Linked DNA regions of Zea mays: region 1 is linked to region 2. A link is a contact called in public Hi-C data. All regions are on one chromosome and are shown on one strand. The core of a region is the stretch at or near the end of the contact, and the rest is flanking DNA. Distances in the headings are between cores, read along the strand shown.

The links. Hi-C and Micro-C count contacts between places; a contact is called where the count stands out from the background.
Region 1: a contact with region 2 is called in a Hi-C map of leaf, with 4 times the contacts expected there. The contact joins the promoter of LOC103629820 here to the promoter of LOC103629816 in region 2. A contact is called at or near these places in 6 of 25 Hi-C or Micro-C datasets (ear, endosperm, leaf and 2 more).

What each region holds. Positions count from the first base shown.
Region 1 is chr6:115,187,295-115,194,170 of Zm-B73-REFERENCE-NAM-5.0, reverse strand. LOC103629820 reads left to right here and starts at 3,593. Exons shown (of 16, transcript NM_001397542.1): 1 at 3,593-4,019; 2 at 5,217-5,297; 3 at 5,450-5,523; 4 at 5,599-5,674; 5 at 5,841-5,908; 6 at 6,755-6,876. The coding sequence starts at 3,732.
Region 2 is chr6:114,832,250-114,839,445 of Zm-B73-REFERENCE-NAM-5.0, reverse strand. LOC103629816 (protein SHORT ROOT IN SALT MEDIUM 1) reads left to right here and starts at 5,646. Exons shown (of 22, transcript XM_008650917.3): 1 at 5,646-5,917; 2 at 6,043-6,193; 3 at 6,286-6,417. The coding sequence starts at 6,119.

The DNA.
Region 1 (6,876 bases), core at 2,344-4,843, 360 kb before region 2:
GTTCCACACTGAACTTTCACCTTCGGGAATTCGGGGAGGCCGCTCCGCTATAATTCACCGGACTGTCCGGTGTGTCAGCAGAGCAACGGCTACTTCGCGCCAACGGTCGTCTGCAAAGGAACAGTGAAAGTGAACAGTGCGCGCCTGCGCGTAGAAGTCAGAGCAGCGCCAGAAGGCGCACCAGACAGTGAATAGTGACTGTCCGGTGTACCACCGGACTGTCCGGTGGCCCAGTTGTCAGAAGCTCCAATGGTCGGAACCCAACGGCCTGGTGACGTGGCTGGCGCACTCGACAGTGTCCGGTGGCGCACCGGACTGTTCGGTGCGCCATACGACAGAAGCCCTCACCAACGGTCCTTCACCACACTTCAATGTATCCAAGTTTTTAGCCATTGCATTCAATACAAGAGCTCTAGACTTCACTCCAAGACACAAAACAAGAGATCAAATCCTCTCCCAAGTCCAAAGTTCATTCCAATCAAATAGTGACTAGAGAGAGTGACATTTGTGTTCATTTGAGTTCTTGCGCTTGGATCGCTTTTCTTCTTCCTTCTTTCTTGTTTCCAACTCAATTGTAATCAAGGCAAGAGACACCAATTGTGTGGTGGTCCTTGTGGAGACTTAGTGTCCCGGTTGATTGAGAAGAGAAGCTCACTCGGTCTAAGTGACCGTTTGAGAGAGGGAAAGGGTTGAAAGAGACCCGGTCTTTGTGACCACCTCAACGGGGAGTAGGTTTGCAAGAACCGAACCTCGGTAAAACAAATCATCGTGTTCATTCGCTTTATTTCCTTGTTGATTTGTTTTCCCTCTCTTTCGGACTCGAATTTAATTCTAACGCTAACCCCGGCTTGTAGTGTGTGCTTAAGTTTGTAAATTTTAGATTCCGCCTATTCACCCCCCCCCCCCAGGATACTTTCACTGATAATCCAAGATAGCCCACACAAAATTTGGAAGGAAACACAAAAAATAGATAAAGCATGCCTTGCACAGTTTGCAGTAACACCGGATGTGTCCATTGCTTCTTAAGATGTCTTGCCCCTTTCAATAGCTAAAGCAACCTTTTGAGAGAAACGAAGACGCTTAGCACCGTGAGGAGATTAGAGAATTGTGGATCTTGTTATTAGCAACCTCATTAGTGCCTAAAGAGAGATTTGTGTGCATCCACCACCCACATTAGGCTTATCTTAGCCAAGTAAAAGTCTAGTGCTTGTTACTCTTGGCAATCAGCATCTATATGGCTCGATGGCGATTGGAGTGCGGTGATTATTGGAGCGAAGGCCGAACCCGACCTTGATCAGCCCTGCGTAGGCCGAAAGTAACCCATGTTTAAGTGCAGTGTTCCACGCGTTAGAGAACTTCGCCAGACCCGCACCAACGAAGGTCCCTTCGATGGTCTCCACTAACAATGACTATATGAAGGCCCGCGCAAGAGGGGGCTCACTAATAGCGAAGGCACCAACAGACAAGGGATCTTCAGCAAGCAAAGACACCCTTGAGCGGGCCTATGCCACGGAGCAAAGGCACCGCCTTAACACCCGACGAAAGGGCGCATGCCTTCGACAACCACCGCGGAAGGGAAAATGTGGATGAAGACGAAGTCCTTGAGACCACCCTAGAGGGACCTAGTTTCTTCTAGGTGGTGGCGATCCCAGTTTGATGAGGACTTCACTCCCATACAAACAATGTATGGACCGGCAACACGAGCAGGTGCACAACAGCTAAATCTCCAAGTTAGTTCTAACCTAGTCAATAGTGTTTTAGAGCTTATGCTTGGTGTCGTGAATCTTTTGATGATTAGGAACCTTAGAGAGGGCTAGCAAGAACTTGGGAAAGGCCAATATGTCAAGGAGGAGAAGCTAGGACGTTCACAACAAGAGTAAGCCAAGTCCGACTCGACTCTATCCTGACCTTTTTGATTGCAAAGAGGAGCTCTCTTATTGCAAAACTATTCTCTTATGGGGGAGAAGACTTTATTATGGAAAAGGGGGAGTTTTTGACACTTGATCAAAACTAATTTCTAAAAATTGTTTGAGTTGCAAAACTAAAAGAGTTTTTGACTTAAAAGTGAGAAAATTGAGTTTGATTGCAAAATTCAAAACGAGTGGTGGCAAAATGATCCACATATGTCAAATCCTATACTTATTCAATTGTTGTTTGATTTGACTTCAATTTGCAAAAGTTGGCTCATATTTAGTTATGTTAGTAGCTTTGAGTTGCTTTAGATGTGTTGGCATAAATCGCCAAAAGAGGGAGATTGAAAGGGAAATGTGCCTTGGGCAATTTCTAGTTGTTTTGGTGATTAAATGATCAACACACCACTTTTAACTAACATTGTTCATATGAGCATGAGCACAGGTTTAAGTCAAGAAAATTGAATATGTGAAGTCCAAAATGAGTTGGATTGGAAGACAAAAAGTGTAACCTTGGGTAAAACTATAAAAACAGAAGGTTTAAGTATTTGAATAAGTTGCACTTACACTATATTTTGTTTCTTGTACCTTTGTTTGACTACTAACTTGTTTGTGAAAGTAAAGTGGCATTATTTGGACTTAGCTTGAGCATATTGCAAACCATTTTGAAATGAAGTGATAAATGTATGATTCTAGCTCTTAGTCAATTATTTTTGTTGCTAACTATATTTGTCTAAATAATAGGAATCATTAAAAAGAGAGTAAAAAAGAAGTGAAGGGGTTTGGCTCAAAAGAGCCAAACTTGGGCTAGACTGGATTTCACCGGACGGTCCGCGTGCGTTGGGTTCACGATAGACTCCGTGTTGTGCGTGGAGGTTTCTCGCTACTGTTGGGAGATCGTGGGGCGTCAGAGCACGATGAGTCTGGAGTAGACCCCGCGTTGTGCGTGGAGGGTTCGTGCAGTCGTTGGGAAACGATAAACCCAATGGACGAGACACCAGGGATGCCGCATGGCTGAGCGAAGCCTGTTGTGTGCGTACGTACTACGGATAGATGAAAAAGAGAACCGCATGTTAGTTTATAAAGAAATATGAGGATGTTTTTTTAAAATATGACGCAGAACTACTATCGAAATTGATACTTTAATATAATAAAAAATAATATTACGTCATGACATTTTGTATACTGTGATATTTTTAAAAATGTGTTCCGAAACACTCCTTAATGATGGCAACCAAACATGTTCTACATAAATAACCCTGATCAACGGTTCACTCTCGCTCATGTAAGTTTTAGAACAATTCGTGTTGAATGTTTGTAGGAATCCTGATTTTAAAATATGTTAAATTTTGTACGAGGCACGTTTACTAATGATATAGGTGGTGCTTACAGGTGTGGATTTTCCGGAGCACACAAATCTCCATGGCCAAGTTTGATTTTCTCCCATCTTTAGGTACGTTCCACAAGAGGGACGTGCCATCCTCAGCCTCAACGCGGCTGGAACGATCGATCAAACGAGACAGACAGGCTCCCCGCTCCCGACTGCTGCCTGCGACGACTCGCCCGACCGGACCCTTCCAACCAAGCCGGTGACGGTGAGGACGCCTGGCAAGCTCGCCCGTCCACGTGTCCCCTTTTCGAGGCCGCCATCTCGCCCCCGCGCTTTTGTGCGTCAGCCGCCGCGCAGCCCAACACCCGCATCAAAACACGCACCTCGGCTCCTCCCCTCCCCACCAGGCACCAAGGTCGCCACCGCCACCGCTGCCCCAAAGTATCGCACCCCCAAAGCCCCGCTCCCTCACCTTCTGGAACCTTCCTCGCATGGCCCCGCCCCCCTCCATGCCTGCCGCCTCCGATCGCGCCGGCCCTGGCCGCGACGCGGGCGACTCGTCCTCCCTTCGCCTCCGCCGCGCCCCCTCAGCCGACGCCGGCGACCTTGCCGGCGATTCCTCGGTAGGCTTGCGGGAGAACGGCGAGCCGCAACCGCCGACGAATCCGCCGCCGCAGGAGCAGCAGCAGCAGCACGAGATGCTATACTACCGCGCGTCGGCGCCCGCCCACCGCCGCGTCAAGGAGAGCCCCCTCAGCTCTGACGCCATCTTCCGGCAGGTGAGGAGACGCGAATTTTAGGCTCGCTGTTTGTAAGCGATTGTTTGATCCCCGCGCTTGTGCTTCGATCCACGCCAGTTGCAAAATCCTGCAAATTGTTTGTTGCTTCCAGTCAACTCTGCCTCTGTTTTTTTTTGGTTGGTGTGTGTGTGTGTGTGTGTGTTCAAATCACACTTTGTGCTATCGGTAGCTTAACACTGCCGGTTGCCATCTCGCGCGCACGGATGTTTTATTGTGGGCCTTGGGCTTCGGAATTGTGGATAGATTGTGCGCGTGTACTCGAATGGGCACAATTCGTTTCGTGGGGGGCATATGCTGCTGCGATTGAGGTCGGTGTTTACTTGTTTTGGGATCAGGGGGACCAGTGCCGGTGCGCGGGTGCCAGATGCATGCCACGCAGAATTTGGCATCGGCCGGCTGAAGCAGCAAACAACGAGCGTAACCGTTACCACTGGAGGAGCTTTGGCTTGTCGAAACGGATGACTGGATGAGCGAATGAATCATTGAATTCATTGTTGGCGGTACTCACTATAGTGATGTGGACAGTTGTTGGGACAGCACCTGCAGTGCCCCCAGTATTATTAATGCTGACTTTTCTAACTACAATGCGTGTTACATTGTTTGTACACCTTGGCTTTCCTGCTTGGGGCATTGCTTCTTGTTGAGGACCATATAACTGTGCACCTACATAGAACTGTATTGGACCACTTGTAAGTTTTAACTGGTTAGCCCTCCATTTTTTAATAGGTATATTATTAGACAATTTTTATTGTCATTGACATTATTTTTGTTTGCTACTCTCGGAGCCCTTTTCCCAGTGTAATCTTAATAGGGCTCAAATCACAGCAGAAACACGTGAGACGTAATTTTCTAGTGATACTTTTATTAGACTTTGTTGTTTCTGCACATACTCTAAATCTGTTTTGAAGGTAGGAGTGCTTATTTGGATGATAAATAATCCTCTGTTAGTTGCATGAATATTTATACATCACATGCCTCCTACATGGTTCCTGGGATTACACAGTGGACAACGCTTTGATAATTGAGTCCATGCTAACTTGATTATAATATATCAGTATTCCATATATCATTTTATCTTGTACTTCAACTGAGATCATCCTTATTTTTTGCAAACCGTATTTATTGGTTGCTCTGGAGAATTGAAGTCTTGAAACTAAGCACTTCTCCTGATTGCAGAGCCATGCTGGTCTTCTGAATCTATGCATTGTTGTTCTGATCGCAGTGAACAGCAGACTCATTATTGAGAATTTAATGAAGGTTTATTACTTTCTTTCTTTTTTCATTTTCCTCACCTTCATTTACAGATCCCTCAATCCATCTCCTTCTGAAATACATCTGGTCTTCTTCCTGCGCATTTGTCTAGTGTAAATCTGACACATTCTGTGTTTTATTTAAATTGGCTGGTGCAGTATGGCCTGTTGATAAGAGCTGGATTTTGGTTTAGTGCAAGATCGCTGGGTGACTGGCCCCTTCTAATGTGCTGGTAGAAATTGTTGTCATTTTTAATTCAGATGGGTTTCAAATAAGAACTGTGGAGTAATCAATCTGTCAATTTCAGCCTCACTCTACCAGTTTTCCCACTAGTTGCACTCATGGCTGAGAAGCTGATCACAAGAAAGCTCATTGGTGAACATGTAAGTTTGACTCACAAGATTGCGTAGTATTTTGTAGAGAAGTTCTCTTTTGTTATTTCTTAGGTATAAGTGTTGAGGATTGAATTAGATGTAAAACTAGACAGTCCTCTATTCTGCATCTTCCAGGTGCCATTTATCGTTTATGACTTCTATACACCTCTTGCAGGTGGTTATTCTACTCCATATCATTATTACAACATCTGCCATTGTCTATCCAGTTGTTGTGACTCTTAAGTAAGCATTTCTTTCTGCTTTGCAGTTTGTTTGGATGCATCTTATTTTGACATTCGTTGAGCTCTAGTATTTCATGGTATGGAATACATTCAATTAATCTTGTTCGTAATTTGCTGTACTTCATGGTATGGTGGCCAACTACATTATTGTGCCCCAAACATTTAGTCTTTCCCTTCAAGATACGTACTATACTATGCAAATTGGGTGGATAAAAAGGTAGCTACATAACACTTTTATTTAATTGTATCTGGTGACTCCACACTATAATACAAAGAAACGCAACTCTCCAGCATATTCAAGAAAAAAATGTATCTGGTGATAAAAATCTATTGCAAATGTTCATTTATCTCTAGTAGAAGAAATCCTTACTATCTTACTCTGTCTTGATCTGTTCACTGACTGCATCTAATAGGGAAGATTTGTTAGTCCATCAATATTGATACACATTTTATTATGCAGATATTTTGTTTCTTTCATGTAGCTTCTAGCTTGTAACCCCTTTCCTAACATGAAGCTGATCTTTCCATTGTACAAGAAAAATTGGATATATTTGTTCACATGCTTGGAAATTGAATAAACAAACTGTAGTATTTCTGATGTTGATGTGCAAGTAGTAGACTTTGGTTGAGTCAATTGTTATCTCTCAAAAAGAGCCATTAGGAGCAAGTTACCTTTTCATTGATTATATTTTCTGTGAGACTGCAAGAGTTAAGAATGTTGTATGGTTGATGCCTTATGCTGTTTAGTTTAAGTTTGTTATAATTGCCAAGAAATGTTACTTGAAAAGATATTGTCCCATGCATCAATTATGGATTATCAGTTCAGTCATATTCCGAAAAATTTCAGGTGTGACTCAGCAGTACTATCTGGATTTGTGCTAATGTTTCTTGCGAGCATCATGTGGATGAAGCTTGTCTCTTATGCACATACAAATTATGATATAAGGGTATTGTCCAAAAGTACTGAGA
Region 2 (7,196 bases), core at 4,397-6,896:
CCGGATCAGCTTGGAGGCATCGTTGCTGGGGTCGAGAGGGATGGACTTAACCGTCTCCGCTGGCTCGAAGTTGCCGGCATGGCGCTTCACGTCTGGCGCCTCCTTGGAGAGGCTCTCCAGGTCGACGATGAGGGCCTCGGATTCGGCGAGGGCCTCGGCGTACTCCACGCACTCCACGTCGCATTCGTACGCGTGTCGGTACGTGGGGCCGACGGTGATGACCCCTGTTGGGGCCCGGCATCTTGAGCTCGAGGTAGGTGTAGTTGGGGACGGCCATGAACTTGGCGTAGCATGGCCTCCCCAGCACTGCGTGGTAGGTTCCTCGGAACCCGACCACCTCGAATATGAGGGTTTCCCTTCTGAAGTTGGAGGGAGTCCCGAAGCAGACGGGCAGATCGATTTGTCCGAGGGGCTGGACGCGTTTCCCGGGGATGATCCCGTGAAAAGGCGCCGCACCGGCCCGGACCGAGGATAGATCGATCTGCAGGAGCCCGAGGGTCTCGTCGTAGATGATGTTGAGGCTGCTGCCTCCGTCCATGAGGACCTTGGTGAGCCTGAGGTTGCCGATGACGGGGTCGACAACGAGCGGATACTTCCCCGGGCTCGACACGCGATCGGAGTGGTCGCCCTGGTCGAATGTGATGGGCTTGTCGGACCAGTCTAGGTAGACTGGCGCCGCCACCTTTACCGAGCAGACCTCCCGACGCTCTTGCTTGTGGTGCCGAGCCGAGGCGTTCGCCACTTGCCCACTGTATATCATGAAGCAGTCGTGAACCTCGGGGAACTCCTCCGCCTTGTGATCCTCCTTCTTGTTGTCGTTGTGGGCCCTGCCACCCTCCGCAGGTGGCCCAGCCTTGTGAAAGTGGCGCCGAAGCATGACGCACTCCTCAAGGGTGTGCTTGACGGGTCCCTGATGATAGGGGCACGGCTCCTTAAGCATCTTGTCGAAGAGATTGGCGCCTCCGGGAGGTTTTCGAGGGTTCTTGTACTCAGCGGCGGCGACAAGGTCCACGTTGGCGGCGTCGCATTTCGCTTGTGACTTCTTCTTGCCTTTCTTCTTGGTGCCGCGCTGAGTGGACGCCTCGGGAACATCTTCCAGTTGGCGGCCCTGGGCCTGCTTGTCCTTCCGGAAGATGGCCTCAACCGCCTCCTGGCCAGAGGCGAACTTGGTGGCGATGTCCATCAGCTCGCTCGCCCTGGTGGGGGTCTTGCGACCCAGCTTGCTCACCAGGTCGCGGCAGGTGGTGCCGGCGAGGAACGCGCCGATGACATCCGAATCGGTGACGTTGGGCTGCTCGGTGCGCTGCTTCGAGAATCGCCGGATGTAGTCCCGGAGAGACTCTCCCGGCTGCTGGCGGCAGCTTCGGAGATCTCAGGAGTTCCTAGGGCGCACGTACGTGCCCTGGAAGTTGCCGGCGAAGGCTTGGACCAGGTCGTCCCAGTTGGAGATCTGCCCCAGAGGCAGATGCTCCAGCCAGGCTCGAGCGGTGTCGGAGAGGAACAGGGGGAGGTTGAGGATGATGAGGTTGTCATCGTCCGTTCCACCCAGCTGGTAGGCTAGTCGGTAGTCCGCGAGCCACAGTTCCTGCCTTGTCTCCCCCGAGTACTTTGTGATGGTAGTCGGGGTTCGGAACCGGGTCGGGAACGGCGCCCGTCGTATGGCTCGGCTAAAAGCCTGCGGACCAGGTGGTTCGGGTGAGGGACTCCAATCCTCCTCGCTGTCGTAGCGTCCCCCACGCCTGGGGTGGTAGCCTCGGCGCACCCTCTCGTCGAGGTGGGCTCGATGGTTGTGGTGGTGGTGCTCGTTGCCGAGGCGACCCAGGGCCGCAGGCGCTGTGTTGCGCGTGCGCCCGGTGTGGATCGAGGCTTCCCGCATGAATCGGGAAGTCGCGACGCGATGCTCCGAGGGGTATCCCTGCCTTCGGGAGGCAGAGCTTTCGGCCCGTCGGACCGCGACATCCTCCAGGAGATTCTTGAGCTCTCCCTAGATTCGTCGCCCTTCGGTGGTTGATGGTTCCGGCATTGCGCAAAGAAGTATTGCTGCTGCAGCCAGGTTCTGGCCGACCCCACTGGAAGCCGGTGGCGGCCTTGCCCTGACATCGTCGGCAATGCGGAGCTGGATGCCCTGGGGTAGATGACGCGCTTCTCCGGCCGGAGCTCGGTCTGCCCCTCCCTGCCCGATGTTCCGACGGAGCGGCTCAAGTGTTCCTGCTCCCTCGTTGAGCCTGGCCTGCATCTCGCGGATTTGCTTGAGATGTGTGTCCTGACCCCCCGCAGGGACTGGGACCATAGCTAGCTCCCGAAGGATGTCAACGCGAGGCGCAGGCCTAGGGGGATCACCGTTTTCCGGTATACCAAGATGGTTGCCTTCGTCGGGACCCCCTAGATCGACGTGTAAACATTCATGACTTGGGCCGCAGTCTTCGTCGCCGAAGCTGCGGCTGCCGTCGGAACAATCGGAGAGGCAGTAGTCGCATGCGGTCATGAAGTCCCGCATGGCACTGGGGTTTCCGAGCCCGGAGAAATCCCAACCAAAGTCGGGCTCGTCATCTTCCTCGGAACCCGAGGGTCCGTAGGTCGAGACGGCCGTCAGCCGGTCCCAGGGTGACCGCATATGATACCCTGGGAGGGTTGGTGCATGCCTCTATGAAGGCTTCCACCAAAGCGGGGTCGCTTGGTGGTTCGAGGCTGAATCCAAAAGGCACGAGATGGGAATCGGTCGGTACCTCTTGGTCGACAGGCGGTGACGAAGTCACGTCAGGGGCGGACTGCACTGTCGTCTCAGGTATGAGGGTGACGCCCAGTAAGTCCTTCGCGAGCGTGCTGGCGTCGTCCGTCCGCTTGGAGTTGGTGTGTTGCGGGGAAACGGCGCTCGTCTTCGTCTCAGACGCGAGGTCGACGCCCGACGTGTCCCTCGTCAGGGCGCCGGCGCCGTCGACTCGCTCGACAGCCGATGAGGTGCCGCCTCCTGCTTGGCCACGGTTGCCCCGCCTCCTCCTCCGTCGGCGGGGGAGGTGACGGGACAAACTCGGATGTTGTTCTTCCACCACGTGGGGAAGACGTCGTTGATTCCGCCGCCGGCGGGCGGGCTGACAACCGCCATTGTCGCTGTCGCGCGGCGGAGGAAGGAGTATCATGTCGTAGCTGCCGTCGAGGGACATGAACTCAAGACTCCCAAAACGGAGCACCGTCCCAGGTTGGAAAGGTTGCTGGAGACTACCCATCCGGAGCTTGACGGGAAGCTGTTCGTCAACACGCAGCAGGCCCCTACCGGGCGCGCCAACTGTCGGCGTTTCGACCCCGGGGGGTCCCTGGACCGACGAGTAAATTGTCGCCGTGTGTCCCAGCCCAGATGGGTCGACGCGAGACGGAGCACGAAGGGGGAAAGAGGAGGAGGGAGACAGGCAAAAGGGGAAACCCGCGGCCTTCGTGTTGTCCTGCGCCCAGGTCGGGTGCGCTTGCAGTAGGGGGTTACAAGCGTCCGCGTGGGAGAGAGCGAGGGACTTTGCGCGTCGTCCCGTCCTCCTGCGCGGCCAACCTTCTCGTAAGAGAGCCCTGGACCTTCCTTTTATAGGCGTAAGGAGAGGGTCCAGGTGTACAATAGGAGATGTAGCAGTGTGCTAACGTGTTTAGCAGAGAGGAGCTAGCGCCCTAAGTACATGCCGTCGTGGCAGCCGGAGAGGTCTTGGCACCCTGTTCATGTGGTGTCGTGGCCGTCGGAGGAGCGCTGGAGCCTTGCGGAAGGACAGCTGTCGGGGCTGTCGAGTCCTTGCTGACGTCTCCTTGCTTCTGTAAGAGGCTGAGAGCCGCCGTCGTCATGGAGCACGCGGGGCGCCATCATTATTTGTTTACCGGGGCGAGCCAGATGGGACGCCGGTCTTGTTCCCCGTAGCCTGAGCTAGCTAGGGGTAGGGTAATGATGGCCCCTCTTGTGACGTGGTCGGTCCGAGCCCTAGGTCGGGCGAGGTGGAGGCTCCTCCGAGGTCGAGGTCGAGTCTGTATTCCGAGGTCGAGGTCGAGTCCGAGCCCCGGGTCGGGCGAGACGGAGACTGTCGTCCGAGGCCAAGGCTGGGTCTAAGCCCTGGGGTCAGGCGAGGCGGAGTTCGTCGTCTTCCGGGGTCGAGCCCGAGTCCGAGCCCTGAGGTCGGATGAGGCGGAGTTCGTTGTCTTCCGGGGCCGAGCCCGAGTCCGAGCCCTGGGGTCGGGCGAGGCGGAGTTCGTCGTCTTCCGGGGCCGAGCCCGAGTCCGAGCCCTGGGGTCGGGCGAGGCGGAGTTTCCTATGGCACCCGAGGCCGGACTTGGCTGCTGTCAGCCTCACTCTGTCGAGTGGCGCAGCAGTCGGAGTGACGCAGGCGGCGCTGTCTTCTTGTCAGGCCGGTCAGTGGAGCGGCGAAGTGACTGCGGTCACTTCGGCTCTGTCGACTGAAGGGCGCACGTCAGGATAAGGTGTCAGGCCACCCTTGCATTAAATGCTCCTGCGATACGGTCGGTTGGCGCGGCGATCTGGCCAAGGTTGCTTCTTGGCGAAGACTGGGCCTCGGGCGAGCCGAAGGTGTGTCCGTTGCTTGAGGGGGTCCTCGGGTGAGACGTGAATCCTCCGGGGTCGGCTGCCCTTGCCCGAGGCTGGGCTCGGGCGAGGCGAGATCGTGTCCCTTGAGTGGACCGAGCCTTGACTTAATCGCACCCATCAGGCCTTTTCAGCTTTGTGCTGATGGGGGTTACCAGCTGAGATTAGGAGTCTTGGGGGTACCCCTAATTATGGTCCCCAACAAGGGTATTACGATCCGGCGGCCCGAACCACTCTAAACTCATGCGTGTTCTTGTGTTCATTCCTTCATCTCGCAACAAGCAAAACGCTTAGGCCCCTCCTCATCTTAGGATTTAGGGCGGGTGCACTCCGCCACCCGGCCGGAGATTTCCTCTCCGACAGATACCAATGCCGAACTAGACACTTGCTTAATTGCTAAGACTAACATAAGCTGGCTCTGACATCGCCGATTTGCTCGTGTTGGGATAAAGAATCTTCACAAGCTTCTAAAGGGGAACACATTTTAGGACCAACCAATGTTCATTTTGAGAAATTTGTAGCGTATGTCAAGCAGGGAAGCAGGTTGGAGCTCATCATCCACACAAGAACATCATGACGACCGAGAGGCCGTTTGAGCTATATTTTTCTATTTTACAAAAAATCATATATATATATATATTTGTATAATTTACATTCAATATTAAAAATACCTAAGTATGATGCTTAATGGCTAGACGACTTAAACGAGTGTCTCCTGCTCTTCTTCCATGAGGGAATGGTTCAAACCTCATCTCCTGCACCGTTTTTTAATATTTTATGTTGATTTAACCAAATGGCCCGACGGGTTAACGGGCTGGTCTGACACGGTCAGCAGGCCGACGTGTCGTGCCTAGGCCGAAGCTGTGACCCGCGAGCGTTGAACCTAGCGGGCCCCTACATGGTTACGCGGAAGGGACAATCAGACAAACATGTGCAGCGGATTAATTTAAAATAGTTGTGAGTAGTTATTTATAAAATAGATGTGAGTAGTTATTTATAAAAAGATGATACAAAATGATCGTTAAAATTGATACTTTAATATAATATAAAGTAGAAAGAGAGAAATATAGGGGCCCATGACCATTAGGGCAAGGGGCACGGAAAACCGAGCAAAATATAATAACCGAGCATCTGATATTACAGGCGCAAACGCAACAGGTTACACCACTAGCTGGCGTTCTCCGAACCCCTCGCGGAAACCCTTCCGGCTCCCGCCGCTCTCCCGCCGCCATCACTCGCCGCTCTCCCGCTGCCAACCGTTGCCTTCAGGCTCCAGCCGCCGGCACGGCTCTGCGTACGGGGGGATTCACTTCCATCCGACACCATCTGGCCTTCTCTTCCATCTCGTGGGTAAACCCTAGCTCATGCATCGGGCAGCGGAACGAATCTGCGGACACGGTGGCTGTATTGGTTGGACTCCTAGCCTCGTTCGTTCTTGGTGCTAAAACATCTAGGGTTTCCTTCTTTCCTCGCAGGTGTTTGTTCGTGCGCGTGGATTGTTTTGTCCGTGTCTGGTGCCCGTGCAAGAGCCCCTAAGCTGGTGCGTCCGCCATGTTTCCCCCCAAAGGGCCCAACCACTACGGGCAGCCGCCGCCTTACGGCGGGCAGCAGCCGTACAGCCAAATCGTAAGGCTCTATGAAGGATCTTGCTGTTTTTTTGTTGGACGCAGATTTGTTATGAATGATAATTTGTGTTCCCGTCATGTTCTCTATTTCAGCCTAGTAGCACTGGATTTGCAGCCCCGACAGCAGCAGGTGGCACTGATGGTGGTCGGTTTGGTGGGCGTGGAGGACAAGGGGCTGCTGCACAGTATGGAGGGCCTTATGCATCAGTGTATGGCACCCAACAGGTGGTCAACTATAACTGCTTTGTTCTTTTCTTTGCTGTTTTCTAGATGAAATATGTAATTCATCACACAAATTTATTATCCATTGTGTTGATTCTCACTCATTGATATGTTTGGCGCACTTGTCGTGTAGCTTGTTTTTTGTTTTTGTGTTGCTTGTATCAGTGAGGAACCTTGATTCAAGGAAAATATTGAAGTTTTTAAGCTGCTGGTATGGTACTTTAGTTTGTAGTTATAGGGTCAAAATGTTACAAAGTTGCATTGTTTTTGGCATTAGAAAATTTGATGGATCAACATGGACATTTGGGATTGTTGATTCCAGGCTACGTCAATTAAATCTTTGTGAAGTATTGCTGGCAGAATTTCTATGTGTGCTTGGCTATCCTTCTTGCTAATCTGAATTCTAAAATCTTGTTTTACATTCCTAATACATATTCTGTCTTATTGTGTAATGCTCTGCAATTTGAAACACAAGATTAAAGGACAATGAAATATTTATTTTTGGAAGTTAGGTGCAAAAGGTCATCTTCTGTTTGGATTATGCAAAACAAATACCATCAATTCCAGTAACCGATATTGTTATAACAGTTTGTGCAATAACTTAAGCAAAATCTGTATCAGGTCCTACACATCTTGGAACAGGAAATGCTTCCAGAAAGAGAAGTTGGTTAACAAAAAATCCATTTATTAGGTTCCCCTGTACAAAACATGCTAAGCTTTGTTACCTCCAGCTGGCATTTTATGTCCAGTTTTGGAGTCTTAAGATACAGTTTTATTGAACT